Regions from separate parts of the Mus musculus genome. Here region 1 is linked to region 2. A link is a contact called in public Hi-C data. All regions are on one chromosome and are shown on one strand. The core of a region is the stretch at or near the end of the contact, and the rest is flanking DNA. Distances in the headings are between cores, read along the strand shown.

Region 1 (5,845 bases), core at 3,033-5,532, 360 kb after region 2:
TCAATGCCTTGTCGCTCGGTCAGTTCCCTGTGCCCTTGGTCTAAGAAACCTTAGGTCTCAACAATCTACTGAATGCTTCCGCATGTGTTTTGATTGGGTCTCCAGTATGTGGTCACTCAAACCTGCACAGGACTCAGCCTTGCTTCAGAAGGACTCCTGTGTGCTAGTGTCAGCCGTGACAGGGGACAAAGAGAGAGATAAAAGAGAGGCAAACATGTTGACTGCCTCCATCAGGTACTGGGAGACCCCCAGCCCCTCACCTGACAGCCTGCCTCCTGAACATGACAACAGATACTTGTGATGGTGGCCTCAGCTGGGGCCCTTGTGGCTAAATCCAAGAGACAGGAAACTGAGGGCCCAAACCTTGGTCACCGTGCTCCATGGTTCTCATGGGACCTATCACAGATGGAAGACTGGAACAGTCCTGTAATCTAGACTCTCCTTCTTCCTGCCATATGAATGTAACATGGTGGCAAATGGTGAGCCTTCCCTACAGATGGAACTGAAATGACTTCAGACCCTAGAAAGGTTCCCCCGGGAGAAAGCCTGGGCACAGCTGGTTTCTAGCACTGTGTGCCATGGACTTCCAGATGACACAAGTCCTGGAAGCCTGGGGACAAAGCTGTGCCGGGCTAACGTGGGCAGCAACCTTGAGAGGATCTGAGAGAGTACAAAATGGTCCCAGGCAAAATCTTGAGATGCAATCAAATCCCCACACTCATGCCTGAACCCCTGGCCTGCGGCGGGAGGGGGGGGGGCATTAATCAGCACATCCTTGTCCTGATTTTTCAGCAGGCTGAGTAGTCACAACCTCTGAGTCCAGGGCCCAGATGTTTATGCAAATTTCTAGCAGAAGCATCTCGAAGACACTCAAGCTGAGAGGCCTTAGTCATTGGTATCAGCTCACCAGTCCAGTTCCAAATGCAAAGTAAGCGGAGACCCGCTTCGTTCCAACATCAGAAGGAAGGTGGTGGCGTTGTTGGAACAGTCTGGCAGGGCAGAGCAGAGGGCAGCACAGTGCAGTTAGCACACTGAGCCATAGTCCATCAAGTAGCCAGCTCTGCCATTTTGCCTCTTGGAGAAAGAGGGCATAGTCTAATGTTTTTGGTGGCTGGAAAGGCTAAAATGAAGTAATGTGGACATTTAGGAAAGGTCTACAGTTCTCAGTAGGTGTTCAAAACAACAGGGCATTTGACTGTCACTGAAGACATGTGAGAGGTGTGTGTGCGTGTGCACATGAATCATGAATACGGGTGCCCCACGGAGGTCAGAAGGAAGCCTAAGATCCTCTGGAATTGGAATTACAGGGTGGCTGTAACCCACGAGATACGGTTGCTGGGAACTGAACTCCTATCCTATGCAAAAGCAGCAGGCGCTCCTAACATCTGAGCTGTCTCTCCAGCCTCTGTGGATAGACTTTTAAAATCACAGGTTATAACTAAATGAGTCGGCCAGGAATGCCTTTGAAACTGCAAAAAGCGACAGAGCTCTAAAGGCCAAAGCATCATGGGAAGGAGCTTTGGGACACAACTCGCCTGCACACTCTCCAGAATACAAGACACAGACACACTGTGTTTTCTACATAATATCTGCAGCTACCACACAGAGAGATTACATATTCAAAACTACACATAATGTCCACTTAGCCTGACATAGTGGTGCACACAGTAGGACCAGTGAGGTACCTAAAGGCTAGAACAGAAGAGTCACTTGAGTCCCAGAGCAGATCAGCGTGGGCAGCACAGAGCGATGCCTACCTAAAAACACTTCTTTAAGTTTAGAAAATTAAGTTTCTTTTATATACATTAAAAGAGAAAAAGCTAAAAGAGCTAAAACAGATCACTTTCCCAATTCTGCCTGCTTTATAAGGAATTCTTCGCTGGACTGAAATCTTTATGAATTTGTTTTTAAGCTACAGTTCCAAATAGACAGAACCTTGAAAAAAATGTTGAAAACTAAGAAAAGTACTGAATTCAGAAAATGGGACGATAATCTACCTTCAACTGGAAATTCCCAAAAACACGTCATCTAACCCAGGCAATGAGATAAAACAGGAAGTGAACATGCGAAATACAAACAAGGGAAGCAAAACCAGAAACTAAAAAAGAAACCGCCATTGCAGCAGGAAGCCATGGAGGGGGCTGAGGGATCCCCCTGGGCTGAGACTGCGGCTCTGCGGTTCATGAGTGGAGCTCTTTGCCTGCTATGTGTGAATCTGAGGGTTCAATCCCCTGTGCTGGGAAGAGGCAGAGAAGGGAGGGGAAAAGGGAGGAAAAGGTGGAGGTGGAAGAGAAGAGGAGGGGGGAAGGCAAGAGGGATGAGAAGAAAGGAAAGAGAATGGGGGGCGGTGATTTCAGCTCTTTATACAGACACTCTCTATTCATAGGATGAAAGACAATGTGGTTTGTTTTGCTTTTTAGGGAGATTGGAAGAGCTGAGACAGAGCTATGTCGCCTAGGCTAGTCTAGAACTCACTCTGTAACCAGAGTAGCCCTGAACTCTCCACCCTCCTCCTACATCCTACAGAGTGCTGTGGTCACAGGTGCATACCACTATGATGGTTACTATGGCTAAACTCCCCAGATTCGCCTACAGAGGCAATGAAGTCAGCATCCAAATCCTTGCTGGCTTCTTTGAAAAAACTAACAGGTTTATCCTAAACTTCATATGGAAATGGAAGACACCCAGAAGAGTCAGGAAAAAAAAATCTTGAAAAAGATAAATTTCCAACACTAAATTTACCATAAAAGATCAAGCATGGTGACACGTGCTTATAATCCCAGCTCTTGGAAAGCTGGAGCAGAAGGCCCAGACTTTGAGGATAGCCTGGTCTACATAGCAAGTATGAGACCAGCCTGGGCTACATAGACACATCCTGTCAAAAAGCAAACAGTGGAGCTTTGGGCTCAGTGATCTCTCCTGAACCACACCAAAAGCATATGCGGTGTGCTAACATAACATGCAGAGAAACTGGATTCCATCAAAGGAAGAAAGGCATGTCTGTGAAAGACGTCACAAGTGGGCAGGGCCATGGTGGTGGACACTCAGGTGTCTCAGCCACTTGGAGGATGAAATGTGCCCATCCCTCGAGCCTTAGAATTGAAGACCAGTCTGAGCAAGAAAACAAGAGTGTCGTCTCTCTCAAAAGACAAATGAAATGGTGCACGTTCCTGCAGAGCGGAGACCTGACAAGAATGCACCCTCTGGATCACACTAAGAGCTCCTACATCCATACAACATGCAGAGCCAGCGAAGGATTGATGGTCTGGGTGGTACAGTTTGTGTTCAATGTGCATGAGACTCTGAGTTCAATCCCTGGCTCCAAAGACAGTAAAGGCTGCAAAGGACTGTAATGGAAATGTGTGGATGGCCGGTCAGCACAGGAGAAGATGCTCAACAACACGGGGCACGAGGGAAATGCAGATTAAACCAGAGCCACGAATCCCTCCTTCCCTTCTTGCTACTACAGCAGCTGCAGTCAAAGATGCAGGTCCCACCTATTCAGGGCCTCCTGAATGGAGAATGGAGCCCTCAGATCCTGGTGGTAGCCATCCTCAGCAATCTGACAGTGCCTCAAAACGCTGCAGAGTGGGATATGGCCCAAATGTACATCCCACACGGAGTGAAAACACATTCCACAAAACCTGCATGTCAGTGTTCACGGTAGCATCTTTCAACAGCCAGAAGGAGGAGGAGGAGATGGAGGAGGAGGAGGAGGAGGAGGAGGAGGAGGAGGAGGAGGAGGAGGAGGAGGAGGCAGCAGCCCCTGCTGTCCACTGGTGCATAAAAGGAAAAGCCAGACCTATAAAAAAGAGTGGCTAGTATCTGGCCACAGAAAGGAAATAGGTACTGACTTCCACTATGATGGGAACAAACTTGCAAACCTGTGCCAGGCAAGCTAGCTGGGTGCCGAGGGCAGGCACCACCCTCTAGCCAGTGGGCATCCCAGTGTTGGCTGCACCACTCTAGCAATCTTCCAGAGCCTTGAAGCTCTCCCGAATAAAAACCAAGTCTGCTGTGCATAACAAATATGAACTAATAAAAACAATTCCTCACAGGAGGGCCTTGAAGTGTTAAACGCAGAAAGGTTGTGGAGCTCTTCGTGGGACACCTTGCATCCCTACCAATGGTCACCGCTGTCATTGCTCGGAGCGGTGCCGACACTGGAGAGAGCAGCCGGATGAATCATGCGTCAGAGATTAATAAGTGTCTCTTCTCTGACAAGCACTGTGCCTGCACAGAGAGATGAATAAGCCCCCATCCCTTCTCCAGAGTCTGCGTGTATTACCAGACTCGCCTACTGAAAACACAGTTTTAACATTCACCTCAGCTGTAACCTCCTAAGGTAAATACCCTGGAACCTCCAAAAGCAGTGTGCCTGCGGTTCTCTCTGTGTCTGCAGTGCGCCTGCGCTACTCTCCGTGCCTGCATCTGTTTACATTCTGCCTTGTTCTAAAGAAGAATGTAAAATCAATTTTTTAAACACACACAATTTAAGAGCAGTAACAGCCAAAATATAAAAAAAAAAAATCAAGGTGAAAAAAATGAGATTATAGTTAAATAAAACCAGAGGAAGGTTCGATCAGAAAAATGCCTGCCAGGAAGTGGGTGTAATTATTAAGGTATCTGTAGACTTGATGCTAAGGTTCCTAACTGCTAAAGCGGAGAGGGAAAGCCAAGATTCCCCAAGCCCATGAGACCAAAGTGACTTGCAAGTCTCCAAAGAGGAATTCCCAAGTATCCCTCTCACCCCTCCTTAAAAATTACAGCTGCCTGCAGGGCACTGAGGTCTGGCTTCTTTTATCACCTTTTCTGGTTAGAGTGGAGATTTGAAACTCAGCTCAATGGGCAGTGCCTTTCCAAGTTGGGAGGGGGAGGGGAGGGGGTAGAGCAGAGCTGGCCCCCAAGGGGTCTCTGCAGACCCCTGGCTCTGGAATGACTGAGCCCCCCTCACTGTCCTCACAGACTTCCACTCTCCTGGACTCTTAGTCAAGCCACACACCAGAATCCTGTTAGACCAGAAATTTCTCAGTTCTCTCTCTCTCTCCTCTCAATTCCAGAAAGGAATCTAGCAGGTGACCTTCCTTCTCCACCCCCCCCCATTCAATGGTTTCCTTGTAAGAGCTGTGGATCCCCCCACGGTTCCCCCACAGTTCCCCCACGGACTGACTGGCCCTGGAAGCCATTGGCCAGTTGGCCAGCTTTGACCTGTCACAGCATTACCTCAGCCCCTTCCCCAGATGACACCCTTCCCCACTCTCCCACCCTTCTGACTCTGAGCTCAACCTGACAGGAGCACTAGGGATGCAGTCACTCTGGTGCCTACCAGGCTCTTGCAGGGTTTCCTTAGCAACAGCTTCATTAAGGAAACCCATCAAAAAAGAAATCCGAGGAGGAGGAGGCTGTTCTTGCATCTGAACAGAGTAGCCTGCATAAAATCTGAATGGCTTTGCAAAGAAAATTAACCAAAGACAAAGAGGTTGAAAGTCCCCTCTAAAGTCTCATAAAGGAGAATGTTTTAAAGGGCACCAATTGTTCTGGAACTTAGAGATGTGAGGAGGCGGAGGACGGGGCCACGCTGCGACCCTCAGAAGCTGGTCTAGTTTTCCAGACACTTCCTCAGTAGCACTTTCTCGTAAGGTCACCTGCCATTTTCTGTTGAAAACAAAAATGTATTCAGTCCCTCAGGCAGCCTAGGGTGGGGGAGGGGAGCTGCCACCGGGTTGGGCTTTTGGAATCACACAAGCGAGGGAGCGAGGGGGACTGAAAGAACAATGGGAGACTTTGTGAGCTGAGCTGGGTCTCACCCCTCAGTTTCCCTGTCTTTAAAACTGGCTGCAAGTGG
Region 2 (5,299 bases), core at 2,168-4,667:
GACTGGTGATCCTTGCTAGCCTGGCACCCCTGAGTCTTCTGATGGCAAAAACTTTAGAAGACCATATAGCTGTAAAGTGCTATTCAGGGAGACCCTGCAAGGACCAACGGCAGGAAGGGTCTAAGACTCCTTCATTCTCTAGGACAACTGTGTATGTATTTGCTCCACCAAAGGTATGACTGAGGCAAGAGGCATCATAGCCCTCTCTCAGAGCTTACCAGCTGAGGCACAAAGACACCTGCCTCACCAGAGAATCATTGTAGCCACCTGAACTTGGCCCAGTAGGCTACAAAGTTCTTGGTTTGCCCTAGTTTCCTAGAGGTGGACAGTTCTTGTTTTGTTGTTTTAAATAGGTGTGTTTTAATAGGTGTGGCCAGAGCTCCTGGGGCAGGGAAACTCACCCATATCTGAGGGGTCCCTGCATACCAATTTCAGGACATAAAACCACAGCCCAGAAAAAGCAAGAAAAGGCAGAGTTCCTTGGCACCTGGGCAACATTGTTTTGGACTAGAATTTCTATTGGGTTTTGCTGGTCACGAATGTGACCTCTCCTCCTTGAGCCTTGGACTATAGCACCTGTTAGAAAAGAAGGGTGCAGAGAGGTAGAAGCCGCCTTCAAAATTTCCCCTACTTGACCAATTCCTCTGGATTCCTCGCCTTCTTTTGGCTGACTAGAGCTGCTTTTAATTTATTTTATAAATTGGCTGTACAAATGCTCCATTTGGTTAATGAATTCCCAGAGCCCGGAAGGTCCTTCCTGGCTCAGGATTCAGGACCGAGAGCGCCTGCGCTGTCTCAGCCCCTGTGCGGCAGGCCTGGGGCCATTGTGCATGTTCTCGCTCAGTCTACCTACCTGTCTCCACATCTGCCCAGCTGGAGCTATGCATCCTTGGCCCTCCCCATCTATGCCTCGAAGATTCTATTCTCATAGCCAAGAGGCATCCTTGCTGACAGCCCTGGGGACGTGGTAGGAGGCAGAAGAAAGGCCCGATCTCTGCTGCTGTTGCTGTAAACCAATCCCAGATGACGCAGGGGAGACCCGCTGCCAAGGCTGCTTGCTTTAATTAGGGGGGAGATTGATAAGAGCTGTCAGGGCAGAATGGAGAGACTCTAAGCCTCACTGGTTTGCTGAGACATGAGAGGGAAGGCTGAAGATTAAAAAACAGAAAACTCCCCCTGGAAAGCTCACTAGGGGCTGAGCCGAGGAAAGAACAGCAGGGTAGGAAAGAGTTGTGGGAACTGCCCAGTGGCGCAACCCTCCACCAAGGTGGCCTTGCCTTGTGGGTTGTTTGGGAAGGTCACCTATGATGGCCCTTCCATATAGCCACACATCTACCACAATGTTTTTCACGGAAGCTGGAGACTCAGAAATGGAAGTGCCTCCTGCCTCCTCTCCAGGCAAGAGAATGCTCATCTCTGTATCCATGCAGGGCTCCATGTTCTTGCCTTAACTACTTGTCCCCCAAGCCTTGCCCTGCCAGAGGCCACGTAGGTATGCAGGAGGAAGCCAGCAGAAGAGTGACAGCCTGCTGAGGCCACGTTTAAGGATGCTGTGGCCAAGGCCTGGCTCAGGCCTGTGTAGCTCCTTTCTGTCCCTGTGTTTTTCCCAGCTGTCTGCCATGGTATACAGATGTGTAGGTGTGCACAACTAAGGTGAACAGATAGCTGGTGTCTCACTTGGATTCCCAACAAAGAAGAGAAAACAGGATTTGCTCCCCAAAAGTTGTCTGCAGCATGTTCTTGAATCCCCATGGGCAGAGAGACTAAGGCTCTGAGAAATCTTAGCTTACATGTCGTTTGTGATGAGAAAAAGAGACGCACTCTTTCAGGAGGCTGCTCCCAGTTAGAGATACTGTACTTCATACACTGAAGAAAATCACGCTTTTAAAAAATGTTCATGGTACTGGTGAAAACTATTCAAACTGAGCCACCATCTATCCCCCAAGGGGTCAGAAAGGAGTGAAAAGAGTGGCTATACACACACACGCACACACACACACACACACACACACACACACACACACACCTGGGTTCAAATACCTCTTGACTGAGAGATCCTGAGGAGGGACCCAGGAGTCAAGCCTTTGAGGCCTTCATCTCCACTAGCATGGTGTCAGTGTGGGGACCAGAGAGCAGGTGACAGAAGGACTGTGAACCTTAAGCCTCAGATTTACTCCCTCAGCCTAGCAGAAAGGCCTATACAGCGCCGATGGCCCAAGTACAGACTTTATGGCCAGTGTGATGTACACATGTAGCGTCTATACTAGCAGGACAAGTGCATTGCTTGTCCTCTGGGTGCCTCTGGGTGCACGGCCGCTTGGCGATGGTGGGAATGGGGGATCTTAGCCACCTGAATAACCACCTTATTTCTCCTAAGGCTTCCTATCTTTGCAAGGACATTTGCCCAAGCCTAAGCTAGGCTCCCTAGCTATCCAGGGACAAACCTGAGCAGTGGGGGTTTTGCCAGTGAGGATGCTCGCCCCATGGGAAATAATCCAGAATATGTCCTTTTCTCAGCTGCATGGTCTTCTGCTCCACCGACTCGCCACCTGGCTCCCACAGTCCAGGGAGTTGGCCTAGTCTAGAGAACACCTGTCTCTGGAAGCATCCTGGCATCTACAGCACGTCCACTTGGCTGTCCCCTGATGCTTTCCCACACATACCTGACATTTTAGGGACCCAACCCAGATGCTGAGGAGGACTCTGGATCGTTCCTTCCTGTCCCTACCTTCTCATCATGACTCTTCCTTCAGAGTCCATGACAGCAGCTCACTTCTGTCCCTCAGTGGAGCCACCAGAGAGCTTTCTTAGGGAGCATGTCTTTCATGCTGTCATGTCTGCCACTGAGAATATATTCAGCGCTACTCTGTTGCTGCAAATACATTGGGTGACAGTCAAACACCTAATGAATAATAACCAATATCCATTAGGCTATTGCACAACAAATGTTCTCCTGGTGATACCTCTGGCCATGCCTTTAGGCACATGAGATGGCTCCAGGTCTCCAGATCGTCCCTGGTTCCTAGACGGATGTCTCTAGCCTCAGAGACTCTTCTAGGTGGGACAGAGTCTGGTAGCCATTTCCTTTCCTTCTGAGGGGGTGGGGGGAGCCCAGCTATCCCCATCTTCGGTGAAGTGCAATTCACTGTGCTCTTGGGAACTAACATCCATCGGCTCCCGTTCCACAGAAGAATGTCAGCAGCTCATTTCTTAGACGTTCACAGCCTGAGAAAATGAGGTGTGGTGGGGACAACATAAAAATTGTCTGAAAGCATGCAGCCCAAAGGCTAGAAGGCCACTGGCTTTTACCTTCCATGGTTCACTGACTCTGGGTAATACCACACCCGTGTGTCCTTTGTATCAGTGTTTGCTACCCTGAGGCACCTCTGCCTTCCCTCCTTGTTCCCTGAACACAGAAGAGGTTTGCTGCAGACCTGGCTGATGTCACTGTAAGAATGAGTCACATCTGTGGCTCCATTCTGGGCTTTCTTACTCCCTACAAAGTTTCTGTAGCACCAGAGCCATAGCCCTCCTCCCGGGTGGGGGCTGGGCTACTGAACTGGGGCCCTGTCTGGCTCTTTGCTCTCCATGGACTTCACTTGTTAAAAGCCACACGCACCCCTGGTCTCAAGGGACCCTCTGTCTACCCTGACAGGAATACTGCCCAGCTAGATGTCCCATTTGAGACGTTGTTCTCAATGACAGCAGAACATTAAGCTTCATAACCTCATAGTGTGCCCAGCACCAAGCGTGTATGCTCAGTGCTCACCCAATGAATAAAAGAATGAGTGTCTGAGACTGGGTGTGTCTCCGGAGTGATCAGACAAAGACAGAGAGAGCATACCAGCAGAGATAACAATTTAAACAAGAGACTGCTGCAGGCTGACTCATCCTTTGAAAATACCTGACATTGGTGGGTAGACTGGTGGGTAGATGCTCCCACTGACGGAGGCTACATCTCTTATGGAGGAGAAGCCACCCAAACACTTCTTCCCCCAGCTTCCTCCCCACCCACCCCCAACTCTCAGGTGGGTTTTACCACATGATGGCAGAGCCCAGACCCCCCCCCCCCCCTGCTACAATCTATCTACTGCTGAGGAAAGCCTCTTGATCTCTAAGGTGCAAGCTGGAGAAGAAAAGAACAAGAGGAAGAAAACTCGAGTCAGAGCCTCTGGGCAACCCCTGGTCACCAAGCTCCATTCAGAGGAACCATCTGTCAGAAATAGCCATAAAAAAATATCTTTGACGGGGCAAATAATGTTCCATGAGGTGAATCCTCTCTCTCAAGGCTGGAAAGACCTCCTAGATAACCTTGATATGTCTGTCATCATGTAGTCCTGCTGGCCCACAGGAGGACACAGACAAGCTCCTGTGGGCAGGCCTTAGGCACTCAGATCTCTTCCCCACAGCTTTAGTAGCTAATGAAAATGACACCCAGCAGGAAGGTCCTCTGATAGCATCTGCCCTGCTCCACACATCCCAAAGCTTCCCGCCTTCCCTGCAGTCCTGTCTTTCTTTGCAAAGCTTGGCTTGGTGGGGTTAGGGGTTCCTGCAGGAACCATGACCAATGACAGAGTTTGGAGTCTGACTGGAAATAAAACGCATTTAAGTGTGTCACAAAGCAAGCGCTAAGCAAGAGGACAGGGAGAGACAGATGCAAGTACCTGGCATGGTGGCAGGGTAAGGCCTCCCTAGAGGACAGTTGTGCAGCTAAGACTCCAAGGTGTAGATCAGCTAGCGAACACAGGGTAGGAAGAGGTGGTGGAGGGCATGGACCCACATGGGTATGAGGGGAGAATCTTGGTCATGAGGTGTGTTGGGGTGTTGAGTCCTTTAGATTCTGATATTGGAACATGGGACACTGAAGGATTTTAGGGTGCATGCCAGCAATGTAGTTTAGAAGGAATGTGTACTGTGATCTTAAGGAAAGGTCAGGATGATTAGGGCTAGGCAAGCCATGAAGACATGATACTGTGAGCTGCTAGAGCCAGGGTGTTGTGTTGTTTGAAGATGACGGATGGGCTAAGGACCCTTCGGTTATGAAGCCGAAGAACTCCAAGGTCTGAAGTGACAGTGGCCCTGACTTGCTTTGGCCTTAGCCAGGGACTCCTAGCTATTATTTATCCTTGGGCAACAGAGGAAACATGGGAGTGCCTAGATCCTCACAGCCATCCTGCCTTTTGCTAAAGGACTCTTGTATCAATTTCTGCCCATCTAGCAGGACTGCTTTTCAATTCTATGCATCCAGAGGCAGTACTAGAAACCTAGAATTTCTGGGGAAGCAGTTGTATCATAAAGC

The links. A called contact is a pair of places that touch in the nucleus more often than the background predicts.
Region 1: a Hi-C map of the N1E-115 cell line shows a contact between it and region 2, with 5 times the contacts expected there. The contact joins two enhancer-like sites. A contact is called at or near these places in 2 of 15 datasets of contacts at CTCF or cohesin (large pre-B cells and pro-B cells), 6 of 484 Hi-C or Micro-C datasets (the N1E-115 cell line, bone marrow-derived macrophages, cerebellar granule neurons and 2 more), 5 of 115 datasets of contacts at active chromatin or transcription factors (T-cell acute lymphoblastic leukemia, embryonic basal ganglia, embryonic stem cells and 2 more) and 1 of 9 other capture datasets (embryonic stem cells).

The regions. Positions count from the first base shown.
Region 1 is chr15:73,015,744-73,021,588 of GRCm38.p6, forward strand. All of the region lies in intron 6 of Trappc9 (trafficking protein particle complex 9), which reads right to left. Among named protein-coding and RNA genes, the nearest start is that of Trappc9, 43 kb to the right of the region's middle. RefSeq lists an enhancer at 4,676-5,845. Within about 2 kb of position 4,283, at least 57 of the 459 cell types and tissues checked have an H3K27ac peak or open chromatin away from gene starts, as enhancers often do. A contact at or near this core is called in the N1E-115 cell line, where this site is marked.
Region 2 is chr15:72,656,809-72,662,107 of GRCm38.p6, forward strand. All of the region lies in intron 20 of Trappc9 (trafficking protein particle complex 9), which reads right to left. Among named protein-coding and RNA genes, the nearest start is that of Kcnk9, 110 kb to the left of the region's middle. Within about 2 kb of position 3,418, at least 33 of the 459 cell types and tissues checked have an H3K27ac peak or open chromatin away from gene starts, as enhancers often do. A contact at or near this core is called in the N1E-115 cell line, where this site is marked.